2 separate regions of the Mus musculus genome follow, and region 1 is linked to region 2. Evidence: chromatin contacts called from public Hi-C data. All regions are on one chromosome and are shown on one strand. Each heading gives the region's core, a stretch centred on a gene start, on an enhancer-like site or on the middle of the called end of the contact. The rest is flanking DNA. Distances are from core to core; before and after follow the strand shown. Region 1 has its middle 10 kb from the start of Gm20751. Region 2 has its middle 27 kb from the start of Rnf182.

Region 1 (4,064 bases), core at 433-2,932, 140 kb before region 2:
AAAAAAAAACGCCTAAAGCATTGGTGAAGCACATCTTTGATAGCACCCATGAGGGTATTTCCACTGAGTACTAACTGATGAGAAAAAGCCTTAAATATGGGCGGCACCATCCCTTTGGCTAGGGTATCAATCTGAATACAAAGGGAAACAGGGAACAGCCAACTGAGCACTGGCTGCCCTCTTCCTCAGTTTCCCAACCCACTGAGCTGTGAACAGCATCCCCTGGTACCTTACCTTCTATACCACAAGGGATGTGCACCCTGCACTGCGAGCAGAAATAAACCTTTCCCCAGTTGGGCTTTTTCTTGGTCACAGCAATGAGAAAACTCATGAGTCTAGCAAGAAAAGAGAGCTAACCTGCCTACTAGGAGGTGCACACAGCAGAGCCTGGGTCTATTCGCTGTTCTCAGAGTAGAGAACAGTGGCAGCAAATAATAGGTGTTTAATGTATGCTAAACACACTGCATGGTAATAAGTAGTTTTTACCTTTCATAGATGCAGTGAGGACTGAATCTTTAAATGTATGTACTGTTTTACAGACTCGAGGTTTTTATGACTTTATTCATCACATTCTCTAAAGAACATATTGTTTGGGATTCATCTTTTCATTCCTCTGTCAAATTTCTCCTTCTAACCAGGAGCATCTCTGCAGACGTGAGCTGTCTACACAGCCACGATAGCAAGAGCTATCAGGCCATGGCACCCTGTACTCTTTCAGAAGCGCTGGCTCACTCTGCAGGTCCTCTGGTCTCTGTGACTCTGCATCCTCACCTCGAAACACAGTGGCTCATGGTTGGGACAAAGTGTATGCTCAGAGAGAACACAGGGACATATGATCACTTAATTTATTTTCAATGATGTGTACCAGGCCAGTGGGACTGGGCCAGCTGAGCTACCACCCTTGAAGTTCAGAGGCAAACACAAAATGTGGATGTGTTTCTGGTGGATGAATGAACCTGCTTTGTGGTGCAGCATTGAGCAGGTGAAGGGGGGGGGGGGAACGGAAGGGAGGGGGAGGGGGAGGGGAAGGGGAAGGGACGAAGAAACCTTTGTGGGCTAATCTAGGAAACTGCTGTTTTCTCAACCATTTCCTTAAGCATTTAAACACAACTCAGGAGAACAACACTGCCTGTTCCATTTTAAAACGAAATCAGAGGTGGACCTCTAATCCTAGCATTTGGGAAGTTGAAGCAGGACTATTATTGCATGCCCCAGGCCATCCTGGGCTACATAGGAAGTTCAGGGTCAACATGGCTCATAGCAAAATCCTGAATCAAAATCAAGGAAGGAAAGAAGGAAGGAAGGAAGAGAGGGAGGGAGAGAGGGAGGGAGGGAGGGAGGGAGGGAAAGAGGAAGGCAAGCCCATTCAATTAGCTAAGTCTAAATGCATCGTCTATGTCATGGTGAATACTGGTTAGCCTTCAGAGATTCAAATCCTGCTCTACTTATCTTTGTTTACTTCCCAATTTGTTGAAGTCTTTGTTGAATTAACTAAAGAATACAGCATAAAAAATTAATTTAAGTCCAGTGAGGTAAGGTCCCTGTAACCAACCATATGTCTATTAACAAGCACACTTCTGGGCTCTGTCTGTCTCCAAGTGGGAGGACCACACGAGAGCGATCCACATGGCCTGGCCCAGAGGTCATGTGATGTTTTCTTCAGGCACAGTGCCACCCTCTGCCTCTCCCCCACTCCATTGCTGGCAGCTCCCCATGCTCTCTCCCACTGAAGTGTCCCCTATGTGTCGAAGACGTTCTTGGCAGGGCCTCCAACCAGAGGAAAAGTTGGCCCTTGTGAAAGATCTATATTAGCTTTCCGGAGAAACAGAGATGTCTGACCGATGGAGAGACCACAGAGACAGCCAGTAATTAATCTTCACGGAGCTTCGGATTCTTGGCACAAGCTTCACGAGCTGGCATTCAGTGTGCATGTTGACAGGACTCCCTGATTCCTCCACACGTTGGATAAAAGGTAGACGACCCTAAGGTGAGAGCAATTAGCACAGTCTACAGCCCGGATCTGCGGGATCCTGAGCACAGGACTTCAAAAGGCCTCAGGTTCCCCAGAGCAGGTGCCGAACAGCAGGAAGGTCAGTACCTGAGCAGACATGGGGATGTCTCTTTCATCAGGTGGCAGAGCCATCTCCCAGCTGACTGTGTGGGGGAAAAGCTACCGTTTGGCTTTAGCATAATAAAGTCCCTTTACTCCTGTATCTTGTGTGTAGTCTTGGGTGGGGAAGGCAGCCAGTGATCAGGGTTCATCCATCTCTTTAATTCTATTCCCTGTCCCAGACCCAGAAAACGGAACTCACAGGAGACAGGACATCGGATCTTTACAGGTGACCCTTATCTCCTAGGCCTATCTGCAAGTACTTCACAGTAGAATAGGCGGGCCAAGATCCCTTAGAGAACAGGGGATGCTGGGACTAGTGACCCAGAACAGGTATATGGTTGGATGTTAAGTCAAAGATGGCGCCTGAGTTCCCAAGGCATTGCTTCCCAATCACATATTATTAGATTAATGTGTTTAGGCTCAAAGGGTTTATCCATTTCATGTGTGTGCTTATGAATGAATGTGCATGTGTGCACCACATGCATGCATGCATGCATGAGGCCTTAAAGATCAGTCAGAAAGAGGCATCAATGGATATGCTGGATCCCGAGGACAGATGGCTGTCAGCTACCACCTGGATTCTGGAACTGAACCTGGGTCTCCTGGAAGGGAAGTAAATCGAGTTTGTTTGTTTGTTTGTTTGTTTTTACCTGCTCAGTCATCTCCTTGGCCACTACAATTAAAAACGTAACAAAACAACACCCATTTCATCTTTTCACCCATTTTTCTAAAAAAGCAAGATTTTCTAGCGTGATGTCGACATAAGCTGTAGACCCAGGTGAGCGCTGAGTACCCACTGATTATCTATGAATGTGGGTCATTATTTTGTCTTTCTTCAGGGAAGTCATTGGGGGCAGGGTCTGTGTTCTGACCACTAGAGGGCAGCTAAGAGCAAGACACGGGTCTGAGATGCAGCATTTAGGAGGAATGACCTCAGGCAGAGCAGAAACAGCCCAGCCCTTGTCAGGTGAGCGAGCCATACACTTCCTCACACACTTCTGAGTAGCCTTTTATTACTAAGTTGACATTATGCCATAAGAACCCGATATGCTAACATAAGAATGCTATGTGAGAACGGAATTCTGAGCAGAGACTTGGTAGTCAAGCTTAAGAGAAGATAGAGATCAGTATGGAAACAAAACCAACACAATTCTCTCGGGGCTTATCTGTGAAGCGGAATAAATCATTCCCCTGCAGAAATCAGAATTCAGTTGCGTCTCACAGCCTGAAGAGAGTTCATTTTGAGCGTGTTCCTGGCTGACCCATCTTACTGAACCACCTGGCGATTTGACCCATGAATCCCTCAGCTGTTGTGGGTGTGCTATGGGTTCCATCATGGTTGTAGTTGGAAAAGCTGATTTTTCACAGGCAGGGAAACTGTTTTTTTTTTCTTTTAACCACCTCTAATCTCCAACAATTAGCCTATGGTGGTCATTTTTGCATTGCTCTAACACACACCCTACGACAGCGATTCTCAACCTTCCTAATGTTCCTCATGTTGTGGTGACCACCCCTCCAACCATAAAATTATTTTTGTTGCTACTTTCACAACTATAGTTTTGCTACTGTTGTGGATCGTAATGTAAATATTTGTGTTTTCCAATGGTCTTAGGCAACTCCTATGGAAGGATCATTCAACCCTGCAAAGAGGTCAGGACCCACAGGTTGAGAACCCCCTGCTCTAAGGTGTCATCTCTCCATCGTTTCAATGTCCCTGCGGTAACTGAGGAGCCTGAGTATCTTCCCAGGCATCTTCACTGGCCTGCCCTTTTCTTGGTGCAAACTGAGTGAATCCCTCAATGGTGGGCACTACCACCTCTCTCCCAGGGTTTCTGCTAGGGGCTTACAGGACCGCAGATGTTGAAAATAAACAAAACAAAACAAAACAACAACAAACCCCACATAGCCTACGTCCACACCAACAATGTTTTTCAAGTACTTGAGTACTTTC
Region 2 (3,864 bases), core at 952-3,451:
TGTGATTCTTACGTTTTGAACATTCAAAAGTAGAGTGACTAGCTCTGTTTACCTGATGAAGAATACACTTACAAAAGAAGGGAAAATTTGCCTGTAACTGAGTAACATCTCAAGATGTATGTGTTGATACTATAAATGTTTTGCATTTAGACTTGTAGTGTTTTATCAGAACTGGACAGGAAAGGTATTGAACTGAAAGTCAAATTGAACACTGGGACTATAAAAGATATTAAACATCTCACTAGTCATACAGAATGCTGATAAATCAAAGTCAAGTGACTTAAGCTGATAATAATAGATTGTGTATTTTAAAAGAGCTAAGGGACTATACTATTGATGTGTCCTTACGACAACATTGACAGCTAACTAGATTAAAGAACAAGCGATATACCTTTACATACTCAGGTCATACTTTGCATACATAGGATGATGTCTTATTATAACCCATAAATATAGACATAATCATTTATTTGTAATGCTATCACTAAAAACTATTTTGCCAATCCAATCTTACCCCTTTTTGTAATCTTTTTTTTTAGGCATATACTGAATTTTATTTTTTTTATTTGATATTTTCTTTATTTACATTTTAATAGTTATCCCCTTTCCTAGTTTCCCCTCTGAAAATCCCATTTCCCCCTTCCCCCTCCCCCCTCCCCCTGCTCATCAACCCACCCACTCCTGGCATTACCCTATACTGGGGCATAGAACCTTCACAGGACCTAGGGCCTTTCCTCCCATTGATGACCAACTAGGCCACCCTCTGCAACATATGCAGCTAGAGCCACAAGTCCCACCATGTGTTTCTTCAAGGAGTTCTGGCAGTACTGGTTAGTTCATATTGATGTTCTTTCTAATGAGAGCATCTCATCACGGAGTCTTATCCTGGCTCACCACCATCCTGACAACTGCAGCTTCACACCAAAAGGACAAAGAGGGAAAATCTGGGGAGCAGTGGGGAGCAGTTTCATTAAGGGTGAGTTCTCCCCTTCACTATTACTCCCCAGCAAGTCAAAAATGCATCATCACCAAGACTGCAGGACTCCGCAAGAGAGCATAAGGGCACCTCCCTGCTCCAGAATGAGCTTGCCATTCGAACGATGACTGAAATCCGTGCTGAGGGAGAAAGATTCATTTCTTTCTCAAACTCTTTAGGATAGCGAGATCTATTGGGAAATGACTGAAGCTGCTCTAAGGAACGAAAGCTACATTCAATCTGTCATATAACTAATTTATTATAATATCCTTACCACAATTAAAATCTGCTGAGCCTCGGGTCCCTCCCCCTCCCTTTAGGATCTTGAACTATAGCTTAGTATCAGAGCACCTGTTTAGTATGTAGGAAGCCCTCATGCATTCTGGTATAAGTATATGTACATATATGTGTGTGTTTGCACACATGCATTAGTGCACACACATGCCTTAGTGGAATTGGGATTAGAATGTAGCCACTAGCCATTTTCCCCTTACTACTAAGTGCTGAATACACTCCCCTGTGATTAACTGTTTATTTAAGACATGACTTTTTGTAATGGAAAAATATTTTACCCCACCTAGCTTTCAACCCCAGTCACTCTCGCTGCTTCCCAGGCTACTGAGGTGTGAGCAGGCAGCTGCCACACGTTTCTGCTGCTGTCCACCGCGTGTCTTCCTACCCCTTGAACCACGATCCGCCATTCCTTCAGTTGCTCTTGTTGGGTATCTGGGCACAGTGACAAGGAAAGTCGCAAACACGGGCCCATGGAAAAGTTTCCCCAGCTCCCAGCCCAGACGATTCAAACACTGTCTTCTCTATCTTTGGTCCCAGGATCAAGATCAGTGCCAGAAACAAACTCAACAGATATTTAGTTGATGAATGCTGGAAGTAATAAACCTAACAAGGGCTTAATAAAAGTGTGTGTGTGTGTGTGTGTGTGTGTGTGTGTGTGTGTGTGTGTGTGTATGTGTGTACGTGTGTGCTTTAAGGGCACCTCTGTTTCCACGCCGGGCTTCAGAGTACTTGAGCCCTGGTAATTCCTGGGTTTCATATGTTTTTACCTCAATAAATATACTTTGGCTGAAGTCAGATTTGGCACAGGCTATCAGTCCAAAATTGGATGCAGAATTTAATTTTAAAATTGGACTGCAAGGCTCCTCAGATTCCTGGCACAGTGCACACAGGGCCAGCTATGATTAGCCAATGCCTCGTAACAGAACAGCTGGTGGCCTCTATAAGTGGGGGAAAAAATCACCTAGAGGAAAGCAGGGCAGCGCAGATGCCAGAGGAGCCAGAACCTTCCAGGAGCACTGAAATGTCTATGCCCTGATTACCCAAACTACCCTAGATCCAGAGTCCACTTAAAACATGATACAAATTTTAACTCATTTCAAATCTATTGACTGTTAGATTCTTCACCTCTTCTTGGGTAAAACATAACTAAACTATGACCTAACTTCCCTGAGCTACTCTACAATCTACCATCCAGGCCCAGTCAACCATAATCCTCCTTGCCTTGAAAGAGTAGCCAGGTAACGTGAGATACTAAACGTAAGCCCTACAACACGTAATATCCTGTATGCCTGTGGGCCGTGCTGTGTGCCAAGCACAGGGGCTCCGTTTGGTAGAAAGGAAAGAAGTCAACGAAGCAGTCACCTACTGGAAAGGAAGCCCTGAAGTCGAAATAGGTTCTGGATATTTTTAACAACGCAAAGGCTCCAAAAACGAACCCAGGGAAAGAGAAAATAGGTGTATAAAGTGGGTCACAGTGGCTGGATGTCATCTGGTACTCTTTACTGTGAGTTTTTTCAACTACAAAGGATTATATAAATATCACCCTCCTGGCTGGTAATGTCTTCACATCTTTTCTTCATGAGTCATGCCGTCCCCCAGAGAGAAACTTCTTCACTCACATTTAGTTTTAAATTCTCCCTAAGAAAGACTAGAATTTTCAGTATGTATAGATGCTGAATAAGTTGCCTTATTGGGTATCCTGTCCCTGGAGGGTCTCAGACAAGCACTTTCAAAACAGATTTTAAGGGTGATGTGGATGTGGTTTGTTTGTTTGGAGAAGAAAGAAAGAAAGAAAGAAAGAAAGAAAGAAAGAAAGAAAGAAAGAAAGAAAGAAAGAAAGAAAGAGAGGGGGGAGGGAGGGAGGGAAAGGAAGGGAGGGAGGGAGGGAGAGAAAGGAAGGGAGAAAGAAAGGAGGAAGGGAGGGAGGGAGGGAAAGGGAGGGAGGGAGGGAGGGAGGGAGGGAGGGAGAGAAAGGAAGGAAGGAAGGAAGGAAGGAAGGAAGGAAGGAAGGAAGAAAGAAAGAAAGAAAGAAAGAGAGAGAGGGGGGAGGGAGGGAGAGAAAGGAAGGAGGAAGGAAGGAAGAAAGAAAGAAAGGAGGGAGGGAGGGAGGGAAAGGAAGGAAGGAAGGAAGGAATAAAGAAAGGGGGGAGAGAAAGAAAGGAAGGGAGGGAGGGAGGGAGGGAGGGAGAGAGAGAGAGAGAGAGAGAGAGAGAGAGAGAGAGAGAGAGAGAGAGAGAGAGAAGGGGATGGGGGAGGAGGGAGTGTGGCTGTTTTCCTATATAGCCACAGCCCAGAACTGACCTCATCCTTCGGGGAGTGCTGAGTCAGCATGGCCAATCCCCAGGGCCTGAGAGTAGAACAGGATTTGGTCCTGTTGTGGTCATTTGGATTAGAATGGCTCCATAGGTTCACATACTTGAAGTCTTGTTCCCCAGTTGGTAGAACTGTTTGGGAAGCACTGGAGGGGCGGGGGGGTGTCTTCTTGGAGATGTGGCTCTGGGGCAGGCTTTGAGGTTTCAGAAGCCTGAGCAGTTCCTAGTTAGCTCTCTCTGCCTCGAGGTTGTGGATCAAGATGTGAGCTCTCGGCCATCCCT

The links. Hi-C and Micro-C count contacts between places; a contact is called where the count stands out from the background.
Region 1: a contact with region 2 is called in a Hi-C map of cerebral cortex, with 6 times the contacts expected there. The contact joins two enhancer-like sites. A contact is called at or near these places in 1 of 39 promoter capture datasets (the C10 cell line), 13 of 15 datasets of contacts at CTCF or cohesin (CD8 T cells, the G1E-ER4 cell line, the NIH/3T3 cell line and 6 more), 317 of 484 Hi-C or Micro-C datasets (2-cell embryo, the 3T3-L1 cell line, 3T3-L1-derived adipocytes and 153 more), 47 of 115 datasets of contacts at active chromatin or transcription factors (CD8 T cells, the HPC-7 cell line, PVALB interneurons and 28 more) and 6 of 9 other capture datasets (adipose tissue, embryonic stem cells, embryonic tail and 3 more).

What each region holds. Positions count from the first base shown.
Region 1 is chr13:43,724,864-43,728,927 of GRCm38.p6, reverse strand. No RefSeq gene overlaps it. Among named protein-coding and RNA genes, the nearest start is that of Gm20751, 10 kb to the right of the region's middle. Within about 2 kb of position 1,682, at least 3 of the 459 cell types and tissues checked have an H3K27ac peak or open chromatin away from gene starts, as enhancers often do. A contact at or near this core is called in cerebral cortex, where this site is marked.
Region 2 is chr13:43,586,933-43,590,796 of GRCm38.p6, reverse strand. No RefSeq gene overlaps it. Among named protein-coding and RNA genes, the nearest start is that of Rnf182, 27 kb to the left of the region's middle. Within about 2 kb of position 2,201, at least 20 of the 459 cell types and tissues checked have an H3K27ac peak or open chromatin away from gene starts, as enhancers often do. A contact at or near this core is called in cerebral cortex, where this site is marked.